Linked DNA regions of Mus musculus: region 1 is linked to region 2. Evidence: chromatin contacts called from public Hi-C data. All regions are on one chromosome and are shown on one strand. Each heading gives the region's core, a stretch centred on a gene start, on an enhancer-like site or on the middle of the called end of the contact. The rest is flanking DNA. Distances are from core to core; before and after follow the strand shown.

Region 1 (3,958 bases), core at 1,381-3,880, 5.1 Mb after region 2:
TGGAGAAAACAGTAAGCCTGCTAGCTCTTGGCTGAGTTTTTCAAATTACTAAGATTCTCAGGTAAGGAGAGCTGTAGGCTGAATTGTAACACCACAAAATTACTGCATTTATTTGAGGATAAAATGAAAGTTACAGGCAAATTTAAAATTTACATTTATATCCTAGCAAAACATATGGCATCAAGTCCCCTGGAAAGTACCTCAATACTTCCTATCCCTGAAAAACAAAGTAAGATCACGAGATGTTCTGGCTCCATTTAAGTTTGTCCGAATAATAAAACCTTCCAGATAGTCCTATTAGATTGTTTACTGATACCAGTAATAAAAGAACAAGGAGGTGGTTCTCTGTTCTTCTTGTTTTCAGACGGGTCTCACTATGCAGCCCCAAAAGGCAGAGACCTTACAGAGGCCTGCTTGCCTCACTCCAAGGCCTCCAGGATGGTTCTTCACTATTATCAGTGCTCAAGCCCAGGGACCCACTCTACAGCACACCTCTTAGTTTTCAACCTCTGCTGCGGTTGCCATGGAGACTGCCAAACTGACTCTTTCCGGATGTATAAGGACTGATAATGGGTCTTTTTACAAATACTCTAGACAATCTTTAACCACTGAACACACTTCAATCCAATGAGGGAAGTGTGTAACTTGGTACAAAATCTGTGCAAATTCTTCACTTTTAAAAGTTTATTTGACTTGGTCCATGTAAACAAGGTACTTGGGTCCTATTCTCTTGTTCCACATGCTCTTAAATTAAAAAAATAAAAAAGTACTAACCATGGGAGCTGATGTAAGTAAGGAGACATGATTTTTGTGTTTATATATCCAGAAGGAAATACACACACACACACACACACACACACACACACACACACACAAAGAGATTAACAGATCCAACATCAAATGCTTATTTGTGTTTCTTAGCTCTAATCCAATCAACAAACCAAAACACTCCTAAAATAGCATCCAACTGAGCATAGAAATTAGAAGCGTCTTCAGTGTCAATAAATCAATCAGGGGCAATAAGGAAATTAAAAGGAAACCTAGCTTAAAAGTTGGATGCATACCTTCCAATAAGGGGTCACTTTGGTCTCTAGCTTCATTCTTACAACTCACGCTCTCTCTTCTCCTCCCCCTCCCCTTCTGTCTTTAAAGTTTAATATTAAGCACTGCATAACCAGGCCGCACAATGTTGTTCAATTTTATGGGCTACCAACAGATACCCGGGGTCTGAAGTTTATTTGCACAATCTGCAATATAGATTACCACTACACTGCAAAAGGGCCTCTAACGGCAACTACCTTCCACGTAATTTTCTGAAAGTAAAGTTGTAAAACCTTCAGCACATGCAGGGCAGGGGGCGAGAAGTTCGACGCTTCTAGGTTCGTGCCCCCCCTCACCCCCCCAAGGCGTCTCATTCTGCTAAGGGAAAATACAATAATTTATTTTCAACGGGTATTTGAATACTTATTTTACTATTAGCAGAGAAAGAAGGAGAGGAGGGAAGGAGGGAGAGACTGAGAGAGTCGGAGACAAGAGACACGCCTGCCTCCTGGGCAGATGAGCTCCACCCCCTACACTCAGGGCCAATATCTTTGCCAGTCTTACTTATTAAGGTTTACGTTCTGGTCCGTCCTCATTTTACATACAGTTGTTAATCTTGGAAAGCATCTTGGAGCCCAAACCGACTTTTTAGAAAAAGAATGAAAACGAGTCCGGGGTGGTTGTGAAACCGAGCTCCAGGGCTTGGGACTTGAAACTACGTGTCCCTAGCCCTGACTCTCGGCAGACAAGTCCGGAGAAGGGAAAAAGTAGGCAAGTGTCAAACAGACAACCCAGAATAAGAAGAAAGCTGTCTTAACACTGGGCCAAAAACTTTGGATCGCCACTTTAGCCCTCTTGCCCCGACAAAGCCCAGAAATCAAAACGCTCCGAGGAAAGGTTGAACGCCAACGTGACTAGAGACAACTCTTAACAATTTTGAGAATTTCAGCCCCAGGAAAAGCTGCGAGGAGATACGGATTGGGAAAGGCAAGGAACGCCGAGCGCAGGTCTGTGGGGCGCCACTGAGCCCCCCACGACGCCCGCAGCTGGGGGCGTGCGCGGGGCTGCGGTCCAGGAGCGGGGCCGCGGCGGGGATAGGGTGTCCCGGATCCCCACCCCGACACCCCTCACTCCTCACCGGGGCCGTAGAACTTGCTGCCTTTGGTCACGTCGAAGACTTTCCCATTGACCGCGAGCAGGATGCGCGGCGTGCGCGCCCCGTCGTACTGGCGCAGCTGCTCCAGGCTGAAGTCCCGCTTCTTCATGCGCGGCAGCGTGGCGGCCGGGCTCTCCTCGCCCGCCCCGGGTCCCGAGCACAGACCACGCCGCCCCCAGCGCACCCACAGCCGGTAGGCCCCCAGCAGCACCAGCGCCACCAGCGCCACGTTCAGCAGCATCTCCCCGCCCGTCGCCAGCAGCGCCGCCACCCAACTGCTCCTCGCCGCCGTCGCTCCGGCGCCACCCGGGCTCCCGTCGCCGCCACTCTCCCCGCCGCTCCCCAGGGTGCTTAGCTTTACGTCCCCATCACCCGCCGCCATCACTGCCCGCCAGCGCCTTCCTCCTCCCGCCCCCTGCCCTCCCCAAGCCCGCGGCCCTGCCCACCAGGCGGCGCTCAGCCAATCACGTGAGGGGCTGGGGCGTGGCAGCGCCGGCTGCTTATTGGCTGTTGGCTGGGTAACGTTGTCTGGCTTCGCTCTCGCAGCTCGGGCTCTGGCTGGCAGCGCGCGCGGGCAACGCCCCGCCCACCTCGCCCCACACTTCCCTGCTCTCACAGCCCCAACGCTTTCAGCCTGGGGAGTGTAAGGGAAGGGCGGGGCTGAAGAAAAATAGAGTGTGCGTGGGGCGGGGGGGGGGTGGGCCGAGCCGGCTGTGCGCGTGCGTACTCGCGCGTATGGGCGGAGCGCCGTCAGGGCGCGTGCGCGGGCCCTGGGACGCCACGCGCTGGGCTCTTTTTAGCAACCCCTCCCTGCTGCGCGCGCGTGCGCCCAGAAGCGGCTTCTCTCTGAGACGGCTGGTTCGCGTCTGTGACGACGCACGGCGGAGGCCGCAATAGAGCGTGAGCTGCGGGGCCGCGTGTGAAGCTGGGCTTCGGGCACTAGCCCTAGCAGCGCCGGACACTCGGGTCCCGGCCCACGCTGCTTTTGGGCAGTGCTCCTAACAGGAGTCGGACGCAAGCTCTTCTGCGCTTTGCTCCCCGGCGGTGGGCGTGCGCGGATAAAGCAGCCTGTGGCTCTAGCTCCATAGCCTTGCTCGGGGCCTGCGAGAGTGCTTTCCAGTGTGAATTCCACCCATCTCGCGCCCTCAGCTAGTTTGACAGGCTTCTGTCACTCTGCTTGTGAGGAAGGAAGATGCATCCAGGGAATGGCCAGTTCCTTATAACTTTGAACAACCGGGGGTGGGGGACAGGTATAGACGAATGGTGGCAGCCTAGGGGTGAGCTACCCGGCATAAAGGAGCTGACTCAGAAAGGAGCTGACTCAGGCTTTGGCGTGAACAGTATAGAAAAGTAGGGATGGGCTTTTCTGGCTGCTATTAGTTTTTAGGTAACTGTCTTTAGTGTCAATGGACAGGAGAGCCCTACCCACTAACGGTACTGGTGATCATAACTTCCCTAGAGAGGTTTTAACACTCGAAAGGATGGGAAACCAGCCATTGTACATAAGACTCATCGTGGCTTTTTTTTGGGGGGGGGGGGGGGGAAGGTGCTGAAATTTTTTTCTGTAATGGATTATATATTTAGGTGCTGTGGGCCATAAGGTCTCTCTGTCCCAACTGTTACATAAATAATAGAGAATGAGCATGATAGTGTTTCTATTAAAAATGTACTTAGAGACACCGAAATTTGAATTTGTCATGAAATACCGTCTTTTTGTTTTTGAGACGGTTCAGTGTGTTCCAGATTGGCTTTGCACTTGAT
Region 2 (4,153 bases), core at 1,635-4,134:
TTTAATATCTGAAGCTGGCATTTGGCCAAAGAGACAATTAAAAAGCTAAGGTGCTTTAAAAACATCTACCTTGGTTTTAAAAACAAAACAAAAAAATTCTTGTTGGACTGTAATAGTAAAAACTGCCTGGCACACACAATTAGCATTGTCATGGAAGATAATAGACCATATTTTGACATTTTCTGTTCTATTTTATTAAATCAAACAACAGTTTGAAAATATAATTGAATGCACCCCTTGGGTAAGGCAGTATTGACATTAAGCCAGAGAAATCAAAGGAAGGACGTTGAACAGAGATAATAGAAATAAGAAATGTTGGCAGGGCTAGAGAGATGGCTCAGCGGTTAAGAGCACTGACTGCTCTTCCAGAGGTCCTGAGTTCAATTCAAACCACATGGTGGCTCACAACCATCTGTAATGGGATCTGATGGACGCTTTTAGTGTGTGTCCGAAGACAGCTGTAGTGTACTAATATAAACAAAAATAGATAAATCTTTAAGCCAGGCAGTGGGGGCGCACGCCTTTAATCCCAGCACTCTGGAGGCAGAGGCAAGCAGATTTCTGAGTTCGAGGCCAGCCTGGTCTACAGAGTGAGTTCTATGACAGCCAGGGCTATACAGAGAAATCCTGCTTCAAAAGACAAAAAAAAAAAAAAAAAAAAAAAAGAAAAAGAAAAAGAAAAAAAAAAGTAGGCTATGGCTAGTTATTCTGGTTACTCTTCAACATACACTTACCCATTGTCAGGTCGCTTGACATTGGGGTTACTCGATCTCTTTTTCATTAATACCCTCCCAATGAGAAAACTTATACAGCAAGGAATAAGCTTTACAAATAGATGAATTTGAGTTTTAGAGGACCACAAACATGCTAGCCAAGTGCTTAACCTACAGCTCCCATTCCATACGAGGCAATCTTGAAGATACTGCCCGGTTTTAAAGTATACAATTTTCCCAAACAAGACCACGGTTATATAGAGACTTATGAGCTTAGTTCCTTCATGAAGCATAAAGATCACAGGCTACATTAGATATTATATGACTGCAACAATATGCATATACCCTTTACATGCAACTATGCAACCAGCAGGACTAGTATCTCCCAAGGGTCATGTGAGGAACACCGGAGGCTTAGCATCCTGGGAGGCACACTTTCTCAGATGCTGTCACTCTGGAGCCAACTGGGAAAACATCCATCTTTGGCGGGAGAGCTCTGCTTGATGGCTTCTTCAGAGACTGGTGCTCTTACAAATCTTTCCAATTCAGCCCACCCCACATTCTTGCTCTTCAAGGAGGAAAACTTAACTTTCCTGGTCTTTTAAAGGAATTTTTCAGCTTGGAGCATTGTTTTCCCCTCTGACCTCTCCAGGTAAGTTAGGGTTTAAGGCTTTTCCAGTCCTGCCTAAGAAATCACAGCTTTGTCATGTATCCAACCTGGGACCACTGATAGCCTAAAATGTTTTTTTTTTTTTTTTTCCTCTCAGCTAGTGAAGACTGAGTCAGGCAGTCAGACACACTCCTTAAGTGCAATCCTTTATCTTGACAATGTTCTGATTTCTCTATCCCATTTTTCAAAGCTCTTTTTGCTACATCTCAAAACATTTAAACATGACGAGTAAATTGCCTGCCAGGAGATAATTCACCAATTAAGACAGCCGCTATTCTCATGGGTAGAGTCTGACTAATCAAATTCTTTTCTCTGAGGTATTAGAGGAATCATGGCTGGTAAAAAGAAAGAAAAAAGAAAAGGTAAAATTCTCATGCTGGTAAGAGTTTTAATTTTAAAAACTATTAGCAGGATGACAGCTATAACTAAGCCTTGAGAGGAGAATGACTCTGTGGTATTCTTGGGAACCTAAGGAAATTCACAGGAAGAAAAACAGCACTAATACAACTTTCACCATCTTTCTTATTTAAAATATAGGGTGAAGACCTACATTTTAGTATTCACCGAAAATCCAGGGCATCGACCACTGTTTGTTGAATGGACCATGATGTGTTTAAATTTTTATCCACGTGTTGATTTGGACATACGAGGGGGTTAGTATCGTCTTTATATTACCTCTGCTAGATACAAGTATCATCACCTCCAAGCAGAAGAAACTGAAGCACGGATATTAGGTAACTCGACCAAGGTCACAGGTAAGCTGGGAACCCAACCTTCTGCAGGCAGTTCTTGCCCTTGGGCCAGTACGTTTTTCAGAATGCGAGGAGGTGATGATTATGGTGAAGTAATCTATCTACATGACTTGGGGTTTTCACTGTTGTCAAAGCGTGGAGCTTCGTTTCCAAAAGGATCCGGGGTAGTCATCTGCCAGCTTTGTTCAAACTTGTGAACAAGAGCGTTCGACAAAACTCACCCCTCATTAATTTGACTCTTCCCAGCAATGGGAAAGGTCTCTAGAAATCCTTCTCTGAACTGCACTCAAAATGAGGGAGCTAAGCTGAAAGCGACTTTGGGAAAGGGGTCCTGGTGCAAGCCTCTAGCTACGTATGCCATCTTCGGTTGCAGCACCGTGCGGGGTGCCCAGATCAGAAACCAGCCAAGGTGGCAGAGTCTGTAGGAAGAGCCAAAGACTGAAGTGGGACAGCGCCTACCAAAACTACACACAGGCACTTAAAGGGCTGCTCTCACGTGACCCAGCGCCTCGCATCCGGGCCGCGCACGGACCGGCAGTACCCCTGAGTCACCTCGGCTGCAGCAGCAGGATCGGGACCCGTCGCAACTGGTTCCTGTCCACCGCAGCCAACAACGCCGCCGCCGCCATCTCCGCGCTGTTCTGCTGGATTCCAAAAGCTGCTTGGCTTATTCTTGAAAGCGTCCCTCCCTGCGCAAGCTTCTTGTCCCCGATCCGCCACCGTAGCTCCGAAGAGCAAGTAGGCGTCTCCGCAAGAGCCAATCACAAAACTGGGTGTTTCAAGGTACCGATTGGCTGATTGGACCATGTGCCTGGGGGGTGGGGAGTGAACTGTGAGGGGCTGGGCTCCATCTGGAGGGGCGGGGCCAGGTTTTTTTTTTTTTCTTTTTTTTTTTTTTTAGCACAGAGCATGAGAGGAAAATGCACAGCCCCTCAAACCACCACTCAAGCAAAATGCAAGCTTTCTCACTAAACATCAGGAAAAAGGGGCAGTGGAAACTGCGTGGCAGGAAACAAAGACACAGTAAAAGCTATGTGTAGGTATTTGATACAGCTGAGGCAGAGCTCATATGGGGGAGAAAAACACAGTAAGTGAAACAGCCAATCGAAGGGTTATAAGTGCAAAAACTAAATGGGACGTAGTGGCGCATATTTGCAATCCCAGAAGCTGAAGCAGAAGGATTGTAGTAAGTGACAGGATTGACTAGACAGTGAGTCCCAGGCCAGCCTGAGCAATACGTTGAGGCTGTCCCTCAAAAACCAAAATAAATAAGATATGAAAAACAAACATAAATGCAGAAGGAAAACAAATGTAAAGAGGAATAAATTAGTGAAATCAGAAAACTAACACCAAAGGACAAATAAATCCAGGAACTAAGAAAATAATTAGAAATAAGGGGACACAAGTGGAAGCAGGAACATCAGGAGTTCAAGCCCATCCTAACCTGCAGACCAAGTTCGAGACCAGTCTGGGCTAGTAGTCCTGCACCTGTCTTTAAAATCTAAGATGTTTTCTTGAAAGATTCGAACTTTTAGAAAGTCTGGATACAAATTGGCTTGCTTGTGTATTTTCGAGAAGGTTCCTACTTATCTGGCCCATTGGCCAGCAAAAGAGAACCCATCCCTCTGGAGTTCACCAGAAATGAATTCCTTCCTTCAGGAAGGATATCTTATATTGAGTAAGTTTAGACTTTTATCGGTAGAGTCATCACATAGTTTCAAAACGTCCCTGGGAGTACTTGCCACTGGCTTTGTTTGTGTGGCTGGATATCTTTTTTTCCTACAGAGTTATAAGAACTCTAGTTATAGAGGTTAATATTTCCTCAGGTTTTCATTTAGTTGTTTACTTTTACGCTGTTTCAGGTGTGAAGAGTTCCATATTAAAAAAAAAAAAAAAAAAAAAAAACCACACACTGTTTTCTGGGCGTGGGGAGAAATTGTTTTCATCTTGTACTTAAAATGAATGTAAGATATATATTTAAAACAGCAAAAAAGTGAACATGGCCTCCAAATAAGCAA

What was found. A called contact is a pair of places that touch in the nucleus more often than the background predicts.
Region 1: a Hi-C map of muscle stem cells shows a contact between it and region 2, with 4 times the contacts expected there. The contact joins the promoter of Pgrmc2 here to the promoter of Mccc1 in region 2. A contact is called at or near these places in 1 of 39 promoter capture datasets (pre-B cells) and 2 of 484 Hi-C or Micro-C datasets (CD4 T cells and muscle stem cells).

The regions. Positions count from the first base shown.
Region 1 is chr3:41,080,416-41,084,373 of GRCm38.p6, forward strand. It overlaps Pgrmc2 (progesterone receptor membrane component 2), which reads right to left and starts at 2,631. Exons shown (of 3, transcript NM_027558.1): 1 at 2,180-2,631. The coding sequence starts at 2,579.
Region 2 is chr3:35,997,794-36,001,946 of GRCm38.p6, forward strand. Mccc1 (methylcrotonoyl-Coenzyme A carboxylase 1 (alpha)) reads right to left here and starts at 2,885. Exons shown (of 19, transcript NM_023644.4): 1 at 2,688-2,885. The coding sequence starts at 2,764. Mccc1os (methylcrotonoyl-Coenzyme A carboxylase 1 (alpha), opposite strand) reads left to right here and starts at 2,120. Exons shown (of 3, transcript NR_029456.1): 1 at 2,120-2,918.